Regions from separate parts of the Mus musculus genome. Here regions 1 and 3 are each linked to region 2. The links are chromatin contacts, called in public Hi-C and HiChIP or PLAC-seq maps. All regions are on one chromosome and are shown on one strand. Each heading gives the region's core, a stretch centred on a gene start, on an enhancer-like site or on the middle of the called end of the contact. The rest is flanking DNA. Distances are from core to core; before and after follow the strand shown. Region 1 overlaps Gm30804 (a long non-coding RNA gene). Region 2 has its middle 5.2 kb from the start of Gm38729. Region 3 has its middle 45 kb from the start of Sdk1.

The links. Hi-C and Micro-C count contacts between places; a contact is called where the count stands out from the background. HiChIP or PLAC-seq counts read pairs in DNA pulled down with a chosen protein or histone mark.
Region 1: a contact with region 2 is called in a Hi-C map of CD4 T cells, with 1.8 times the contacts expected there. The contact joins two enhancer-like sites. A contact is called at or near these places in 3 of 39 promoter capture datasets (embryonic stem cells, second pharyngeal arch cranial neural crest and stem cell-derived epiblast-like cells), 3 of 484 Hi-C or Micro-C datasets (CD4 T cells and CD8 T cells) and 2 of 9 other capture datasets (adipose tissue and liver).
Region 3: a contact with region 2 is called in an H3K27ac HiChIP or PLAC-seq map of large pre-B cells, with 2.2 times the contacts expected there. The contact joins two enhancer-like sites. A contact is called at or near these places in 6 of 39 promoter capture datasets (cranial neural crest, embryonic stem cells, frontonasal cranial neural crest and 2 more), 1 of 484 Hi-C or Micro-C datasets (embryonic stem cells) and 1 of 115 datasets of contacts at active chromatin or transcription factors (large pre-B cells).

What each region holds. Positions count from the first base shown.
Region 1 is chr5:140,856,629-140,859,923 of GRCm38.p6, forward strand. The region is part of intron 2 of Gm30804 (a long non-coding RNA gene); the gene reads left to right. Among named protein-coding and RNA genes, the nearest start is that of Gm52831, 5.1 kb to the left of the region's middle. Within about 2 kb of position 1,898, at least 14 of the 459 cell types and tissues checked have an H3K27ac peak or open chromatin away from gene starts, as enhancers often do. A contact at or near this core is called in CD8 T cells, where this site is marked.
Region 2 is chr5:141,017,151-141,020,204 of GRCm38.p6, forward strand. No RefSeq gene overlaps it. Among named protein-coding and RNA genes, the nearest start is that of Gm38729, 5.2 kb to the left of the region's middle. Within about 2 kb of position 1,326, at least 92 of the 459 cell types and tissues checked have an H3K27ac peak or open chromatin away from gene starts, as enhancers often do. A contact at or near this core is called in CD8 T cells, where this site is marked.
Region 3 is chr5:141,195,250-141,198,239 of GRCm38.p6, forward strand. No RefSeq gene overlaps it. Among named protein-coding and RNA genes, the nearest start is that of Sdk1, 45 kb to the right of the region's middle. Within about 2 kb of position 1,527, at least 11 of the 459 cell types and tissues checked have an H3K27ac peak or open chromatin away from gene starts, as enhancers often do.

The DNA of each region.
Region 1 (3,295 bases), core at 648-3,147, 160 kb before region 2:
GGTGTGTGTTCATGCATATGCACATGTATGTGGAAGCCAGAGATCAATGTTGCATGTCTTCCTTAATTGATCTTTATCTGATTATTTAAGTTTCTTTGTGTGTGTATGTATATTGTGTATGTGCCCGTGCATGCGTGCATGCGTGAGTGTGTGTGTGGTATGCATATACCACAGTGAGTGTGCAGAGGTCAAGGGACATCCTGGAGTGTTGGTCATGCCTTATCACCTGTTTGAGAAGAATCTTGCTACTGTGGACGCCAAGCTAGCTGCCTCTGAGCTCCTGAGCATTCTATCTCCACTTCCAGTCTCATCACAGGAGCCCTGGATTGTAGATGAGTACACTAATGTGCAGTTTTTAATCTGAGCTCTTGTGATTCAAACTCAGGCCTTTATGCTTGTGTGGCAAGCACTTTATTCACTAAGCCATCTCTCCAGGCCATCTGCACATTATTTTTTTTTGGACAGACTCTCACCAGGAGTTCAGTTTTGGCTAGGTGGGCTGAGCATGGAGTTCCTGGGGATCTCTACCTCCCTGTCGCTAGGATAACAGGCATGTACTGCCACACTCAACTTCCCATGTAGGTGATGGGGATACAAACTCAGGTCCTTCCTTATGCTTTATTACAAGTATCCCACTGGCTGAGCCAACTCCCCATCCTCTCTTTGGTAGGTTTGATATGGTCTAAGTACACAGCCTTGGATGTGGTCTAGCATTTGCTATGTAGCACAGACCTTGCAATTCTTATGCCCCAGCTGCCTATGTGCTGGGATGGCAGGTGTATATTACCATGCCCAGCTTCATCCCCAAATTTCAATGATCCACCAGCCGTGGGCTCTGGGCAGGTGCATCCACCATCAGCTCATTCCTGTCTCCCCCTGCTGGAGAACTCTAGAAGCTCAGATGAAGGGACCTTCCCCCCCCTGCCCCCCCATCTTTGTCTTTGTAGAAACTGTTTTCTAGGTTCAGGCGCAATAAGGAAATAGAAATGGTTCTTGGGGCTCAGGGGAGTCCCCTGACTCCTTCACCTTTCCCACGTGTCTCTAAAGATGGCACTTGGAGCCCCCGTGTGGCCAGGTGTAGTAGTATACGTCTGTAATCCCAGTACTCAATTGAGACAAGAGTTTCAGCTGGTTCAGGACTTGCCTGGGCTACGTAGCCAGTTCTAGGCCAGCCTAAGCTATGTAGTGGGACATGTTATAACCAAACCCAACCACATCACAGCACACCAAACCCTTGCTGCTCCCTGGGCTATTTAGCATAGGCTTTCCCAGGGCATGCTATGTGTTGGGCACTGTTTCCCATGGGCATCTGCGCAGCTCCACCTCCTCTTGGCAGGGGCTGTATAGACCATGTGGTGTCAGCCTCCCTGGGTCCCAGCGATTCATTCAGTTCTAAAGCCCAGCTGCAGTTTTTGGCTGGGGGAGTCACATGTGATCTCTGGGCCTCAGCTTCCTCTCTGATGTGTTAGAGAAGATGTATGCATACCTTAGGACCTCTAAGGTCAAGTGGGTTTCTAAGCCCTGATTCCAGGGAGGCAAAAAGACAGAGCCCAGTTCTTTGTGGGGGTTTTTCATTCCACGTGGGCCTCACTCTGCAGTGCCCACAGAACCCATTTCACTACCAAGGGAACATAGGGTCTCTTTTCTTTTCTTCTTCTGGACAGGGGCTTCACTATGTAGCCCCTGGTTGGCTTAGAACTCACTCTGTAGACCAGAGATATATTCTCCTCTGCCTCCCCAGGGCTGAGATTAAAGGTGTGCACCACCACGCCCAGGAGACGTGGTTTCTCTAGAGCCCAGTGAGGAAGCTGAGAGGTGCACAGGCATCCTGGGAGCAGGGGTTGGTGTGGTGGTGGTGGTGGGGCTTGTTGGGTGATGGGACAGGAAGTGGACTGCATGGGAGCCATGACTAGGACTTGTGCTTTGCTGTCCCCTGCTGGTAGACCTATGGGAACCCCTACAGACTCATCCAGAGCTACCCTCCACAAGTGGCTTCAGCCTCTAAGAGAAGAGGTTTGAAGCCTGGGGCTAGAGTCCCTTCCCATGACCACCTGCTTCCTATGACCGGAGTTCCTAGCTCTAAGTGCAGCTATGTCTCTGGGTGCACCTGGGCTCATTCTACCCAGAGTGCTGTGTGTGGGCAGCACCTGCCTTCATCTGTCAGTTGATCTGGCCAGACCGGTGGTTCTCAAACTGTGGGCTGCAACTCCTTTGGCGGTCTCTTTCACAGGGGTCACCATAGACCACTGGAAAACACAGGTGTTCACATTAGGACTCATAACAGTAGCAACCTCACAATTAGGAAGTAGCAACAGAAATAATGTTATGGTTGGGGTCACCACAGCCTGAGGACCTGCATTAAAGGACTACAGCCATTAGGAAGGATGAAAACCACCGGGCTAGGCCATGGCTGATGAACAAGGAGTAAATCAATAGGCTCCAGGTGGGAACTGTTGGCATCGGTCAGATGGAACCATAGGGCTTGCTCGTGGAAGAGAAAACTGAACAAACCGTCCCAGACTGTGCTGAAAACATCTTCAGAAAATACTAGGATCCTGAGGGATTCTAGGCAGGGGCTCCACCACTGAGCCAAGCCCCCAGCCCCTCACTGGGGGATTCTAGGCAGAGGCTCCACCACTGAGCCACACTACTGCCTCTCACTGGAGGATTCTGGAGGTCCTGTTATCCATCTCTCTCTCTCTTCCAGTTTTACCTGCACATTTAGTGTACATCTGGTCCCTTGGTGTATAGGAAAAAATGTCCCATGTTCCAGGTGTCCCAGTTAGCATTGGAGTGTGTCCCAGGGGCAGCACATGTACGTTTCCTGACTGGGGAAGATCGCTTCCTTCAGCAGCATCTGCCATCCCCTATCACACTTTCTCTTTAAGTATAATCACTCTTTTTGGTACATAGCATGCATGCACTTCTACATGTTTGTGGGTGGAGACCAGAGCTCAACTTTTAGTGCTACTCCTCAAGAGCTGTCATGTACATATGTATGTATGTATGCATGCATGAATACAGCTTTAGATTTATTTATTTTGTGTGAGCCTATACATGTACGGGCACATAAAGCACAGTATGCACATTTCACTTGGTGAAATCAGTTTACTGCATTCTCCTTTACATGGGATCTGAGGCTTGAACTCAGATCAGCAGGCTTGTGCGCGGCAAGGGCACCTTTATCTGCCAAGCCATCTTCTCCCAAAAGGTTTACTTATTTTTATTTTTTTATGTGTAGAGATGTTTTGCCTGCAGCTAAGTCTGTGTACTACTTGTGTGCAGTGCTCACAGA
Region 2 (3,054 bases), core at 76-2,575:
CTGGGCTAGGACTACTAGAAGTAGCCAGAGTGGGCAGTCCTAGTTTGTTGCCATGGTAACTCATTCTTGAAACAATGTATGCTTTGGGGGCATATCCTACAGCAGGGTCCTCTGAGTGAGTTCCTACGTTCAAGTAATAACCAATGTAGCAATTTGAGGCTCACATATATATTATTAAAATCCAAAGGTAACCCCATCAGTTGTTTAGAACTTATACTCATCCAAGACTACTTTCCAGGGGGAAGATGATTGATTTCCGATATTGTGTAGGATTGCTGTTAGATTGTTCTTCTTTTCTTTCTTTCTTTCTTTCTTTCTTTCTTTCTTTCTTTCTTTCTTTCTTTCTTTCTTTCTTTCTTTCTTTCTTTCTTTCTTTCTTTTTGGTGTGTGTGTGTGTGTGTGTGTGTGTTTGTAGCTAATCACAGTTGGTTTTATGGTTACAATGTACCATTTTTGCTTGCACCCAGCATAGAGGTGCCTCTAGTACCCTACCCTTAGTTTTTGAAGGCTCACCTTACTTTTCCTGAGTCCTTTGGGTCCTTTCTTGGACTTAATCCCCTCTAATGCACAAACAGGTTCTCCTGTGGGCACGAATAATGTGTGCCCTTTTTGTATGTCTCTCACAGCATAGCACAGAAGTCCAAGGGCACACACTGTCAGAGCTGAACTTCAATGCTCTGGGGACTGTGTTCAGAGATGTAGGACAGTAGGCCTGTAGGATATGTGTCCCCTGACCCTTGCACATTCAAGCAGCTGGGTTCTGCTGTGGGATTTGCCTTGAACTCACTGTGTAATCCTGGGTCCTCAATATTTCTTTCAGTTTCCTTTTTTATATGAAATAGCACCTCTACCTACCACCACCAGCCCCGACCCCTCCCTTTCCTCTTTCACCGTTCACACACACACACACACACACACACACACACACACACACACACACACACAGAGAGAGAGAGAGAGAGAGAGAGAGAGAGAGAGAGAGAGAGAGAGATGCTTCAGAGTGGAAAGTTTTGTAAACATTGCTTTGCCACTGAGCCCAGGAAGGAGCTAAGAGTCTAATGAAAGGGGATGCCACCTGCAGGCATCACAACACTCTTCAAGGTCTTTAGCTGGCCACACACACTTAGGATGCACTTTAGGATGTTTATATGGAGTGAGGGAAATGGAGAGAGATGGTTTTCTTATACACAACTGAGAGGAGAGAGAGAGAGAGAGAGAGAGAGAGAGAGAGAGAGAGAGAGAGAGAGAGAGCTGTTTCTAGAGGAGGAGCAAGCCATAGCAGGAAAGAGGAAGTGTTTCTTCTGGCTGCTGATGCAGCTGTCAAGGGAAGGAGCTGTAAGGCCCTCACCCCTGCCTCTGAGCTTTTTACTGGGGACAGAGCCCCACCTTCCCAAGAGACACCACCTGGACTCTATCCCTGGGCTTTCTCTGCTGTAGCTGAGCCATGAAGAATGATTCTACATGAATGGTTGAAAGGAAGAGGGTATCCTGGCTCTCTAGGGGACTGGACCAATAATAACCTTTGACTCTTCCCATCTGGTCTCCCACTGCTCACTATGGTTCCTCTGATGGCTAATTTCTGTGTGTGCAGGTGCGTGTGCGTACGCACATGTGTATTCTGGAAGTCAGAGGTCAATGTTGATCTCGTGTGTGTGTGTGTGTGTGTGTGTGTGTGTGTATTTGTGGGGGACAAGAGTGGTACATGCAATTATGTGTAAGTGGAGGTCAAAGGATAACTTGAGGGAGTTGTTTCTTGTCATGATGCTGAAAACTAGGCGCTAACATTGAGATGTTGCAAGGCAAAAACTGTACTTTTCTGGCTAGGCCAGACTTACACTCTCCTCAGGAGTAGGAGAATGAAAGCAGCCCAGACCAGAAGCAGGAGGACCCTTGTATAAAAAGTGATCACAAAAGCGGAATTTTGCAGCTATTTTTATAATCATGGGAAAGGTGCTTGTTACAGGTTTATGGTCAGACAGTTAACATACCATGAAACATTTTCTGGTTAGTCAATTCTTGGAACAATGGGAACAATTTACCATGTGTAATTAAACAAGATTATCAAGAAAAAAAAATCCAAAAAAACAAACTAAAACCAAAAAAACAAGTTGACCTCTAGCTTAGGATATGACCAAAGTCTAATTAAAAAGAAAAATAGTCAGTTGTCTCTTAACATTTCTCTCTTGAGCCTTCCTAGGGTTCAACTGTGGGTCCTTAGGCTTGTTGGCAAATGCTCTTAGCTGTGGAGACATCTCACTGACCCTTAAATGTTTTCTGGCAGGAGAGACTGAGTTTGGGGCCCAGCCCTCTGCAATTACCCTGATAAGTTGACATGGGAGCTGGAGTATTCACATACTATCTTTGTTGGTCACTGTTGCTGAGGTGGCATTGTTTTGAGACAGGGTTTCTCTGTGTTGTTCTGGCTGTCCTAGAACTCACTATGCAGATCAAGCTGGCTTAAAACTCACAGAGATCCACCTGTCTCTGCCTCCCGAGTGCTGGGATTAAAGGTGTGTGCCACCACCGCCTGGCTTCATATACCATCTCTTTCCTGACACATTCTTAGGCACAGAAATGTCAGGGAAGGCATGAGGAACTTGGAGAGTAATTATGGCTGTGTCTGCCTCATTGCCCGATTCAACAGGAAACTCAGTCTCAAAACCCTGGCTGGCTGTTGTTAAGTCTGTTAGGGTTTGGTTCTGATATGCTCCTTATAGGGCCATGCTTTGAAGGTTGTTCCCATGATTATGGAGCTATTTTGTAGTCTGTGTAACCTATAAGAGATGGGATCTGGCCAGCAAAGATTGAGATGGGCCTTTGAAGGTTGTATCTTCCCTGGGTTTTCATCCTGGGCTTTGCCCTATTAGCCATTGCAACCAGAGCAGTAAATATCAGTACTAACCAGGTACTGGGAATAGAACCATTGGCATTCCCTATAGGGTCAGTACATCATCCTGAGATTCCCTCCTTCTTCTGCTGCAAGGCATCATGGGAGATGCTAGTGTTTACAGGGAGTGTAAGGCTGACTGCAAGGGGCTCTCTATGATGGAACTT
Region 3 (2,990 bases), core at 277-2,776, 180 kb after region 2:
ATGTTCCTGTTTCTCCCACACATGAGGCAAGGGGTCCCTTCATTGTGGTCCCGCTGCCACCCACCCATTCTCTCTCATGATGAATGTCTATCCCCTCAAACCGAGAGTCCAAATAAACAAGTTCCCTTGCTCATGCCAGATACGTAGTCATAGTAACAAGAACAACATATGGTTATTGTTATGTGACTCTTCCTGGGGAGACATAAAGAAATGTCAATTTACCTCAAAAAAGAGAGGACAAGGACAGACCAAATAAAGGATTTTATCCAAGCCCACTTTGGTGTACAAGTGAGTTAGTTCACTGGAGTTACTTATGGGAGCATGGACCACTCATAGGCAGCTACTCTACCAGGCAGTCCCCTGAGAAACATCAATCAAGAAGGCCCATCTCTAACTACTACTTTCCCCCTTAGATAGTAATGATTCAACTCCCAGAGAGGGGAGGGGTGGAGAGGAGTAGTATTATGGCCCCTCCCCCTTTGCTCCCTCCCAGCTCCCTGGGGGAACATTATTAGTTCCAATCTAGACTAGGGAAATGGATGCAACATTAAAAGAAAAATCCGGATATGGTGCATTCACTAGTAATAGCAGCACTTGGAAGGTACAGACAGTAGGATCCCTGGGGTACCAACCTAGACTCCTAGGAACTCCAAAGGAAGAGAGGGTGGTAGGAGGGAGGGAGGGAAGGAAGGAGGAAGGGAAGTAGGGGCTGGGGATTTAGAACACATGGTTCCATAAGTAAAGTGCCTCTGAATAGACGTGAGAAGCTGAGTTCAGATCCCCAGCACCCACAGAAAAGTCAGATGTGGTAGTATATGTCGGAGAGACAGTCCTAGGTGGATCCTGGGGCTCTCTGGAGGGTCTGAAACTCCAAGCGTAGTGAGCAACCCTATCGCAAAAGAATAAGTTAAGGAGCAACGGAGGAAGTCGCCTGATACTGACATTGACATCTGGCTTCCACGAACTTGTGCACAGATGAGCAGTCACGTGAATACACCACACACACACACACACACACACACACACACACACACACACATCCTTCCTCCAACAAGAGAAAAAGAAGGAACAGTTGAAGGAAGGAAGGAGAAAAGAAAAAAGTCTAAACAAACAAACATCAATAGTCTTGCATGTGTCACCACAGTTGTGTTGGAAGATGCCAGTGGTCCAATCAATCCCCAAGGAAACAGAGATACTACAGTCACCAGAAGGATTTATGTCTTAAAAGGTGAAAGCTGCAGACACATTCTGATAGCGTCTCTCAGCTGTGGACCGGAAGGAGAGGTATAGAATTCAGTTTCCTGCTGTGTGATGCTTCCTGTCTGTGTGTTCAGTGGCAACAGATTACACTCCATCTATCCCCACCTGTGCAGCAACAGCAGTCTGGACCACAGTCCCTACCCAGCCACACTGGTACCCGCTGGCTGCTCACAATTCCCTTGGGTTTTGGTGACATTAACAAACTGATCGCGGTCTGATCTCAGCTTGAAAGATGATAGTCTGGTATGAAGCATCCTTGCACAGGCTACTCTGAAGATCAGCCGAGTTCCATTCGCAATCCAGCACCAGTCGTTTCCGGATGCTCCTGGCATCTCCTGTGCAGTGGCGGGAGCGTTCCCTGGTGCTCGGAGGTTAATCAGTTCTGCATATTCTCTGTGGTTTCCCTGGGAAAACAGATCATGAAAGACGACCGTCTGAACCAGACAGCCAGAAACAGTTGCCCAAGCTTTAGACTTTGCTGTCCTATTCTGCCAAGATGGTTGGGGTTTTTTTTTGCACTATAAAGGGAAAGACACTAATTATCCAAGGAATGCAGAAGCTAGAAAGACGCTCCAGGGGGAGAACACAATTAATAGCCCTATCTGTGGGTGCAGAACGCAGATTTGCAGTATTGACCGACAAGGCGCAAGTGTGGTAGAGTTCATCTCCGATTCTGTTTGACCGGAGCTGCTCTCAAGGGTAGCATTTGGTCATCCATTGGTTCCCCCTTTGCTTCAGAAGGAAGGAAGAAACGAAGGGAGGGGGGAAAGAGGGGGTGGGCGGGAAGGGGTAGGGGAAAGGAGGGTAAGCAGCAGGGTACTGGTGAGATGCTAGCTGAATTATGGAGTGTCCATCCAGGAAAGGGGGAGCAGCTTGAGGGCTCAGCCAAGGAGAACGCTAGAAAACAATAAATTATTTTGGCTGCTGAGAATAAGGGCTTGTTGGCTGGAAAGGCTCAGGATGGAGTGCCTGGGAAGGCAGCGAAGGAGTACAGTAGGGTTTTGATTTGAGGCCAGGCTTTTAAAGTTTTTTAAAGACAGCTGGCTCTGTGGCTGCAGCTCCATTCTTCTGTCTGCAACTCCCCTGGGGCCACACAATGCTGCCCCCAGCTTACATCTTTGCCACCTGGAGTTTGGGGGGGGGGCACGGGCAGGGGTATTTCCTGTTCTAACTTAAGCCATTTGTATATTTATTAAATCTCAGATCTGTGAATGTGTGCGGGCTCAAGGGATTAGCACACCTCCAAATGTCAAGAGCACAAGAGAGAAAATACACACCCTTGCGCTCCCTCGCGCCTGTACACACACACACACACACACACACACACACACACACACACACACACACACGCGCGCGCGCGCGCGCGCGCGCATACATACTCACCAGTTCTCTCAACTCTCCCAGTCACGCAGACTTCTTTGTGGAGTTTTTGCTCAGTGAAAGAAATCCTTGGACACCCAATCTTGTCGAAATCACTCCTAATTAATACCTTCCCGCTTCCCCACTGAAAGGGAAACAATTTACAATTAAGTCAAGCCGCCTCCGTGTAATCAATGTAACACCTTCTATGTGTGTTTTGAAACGTCCTCTCACATTTCATGATTCGTTTGTTTTACACGATGAGTAAACTGCAGACAATTATGGCGATAATATGGCTGAGGTGTTTGGTTTTTATCTCTTCGCAGTAAATTGTGGTTGTTCAAGCTTTCTCAGTAATAGTCTCCATCACA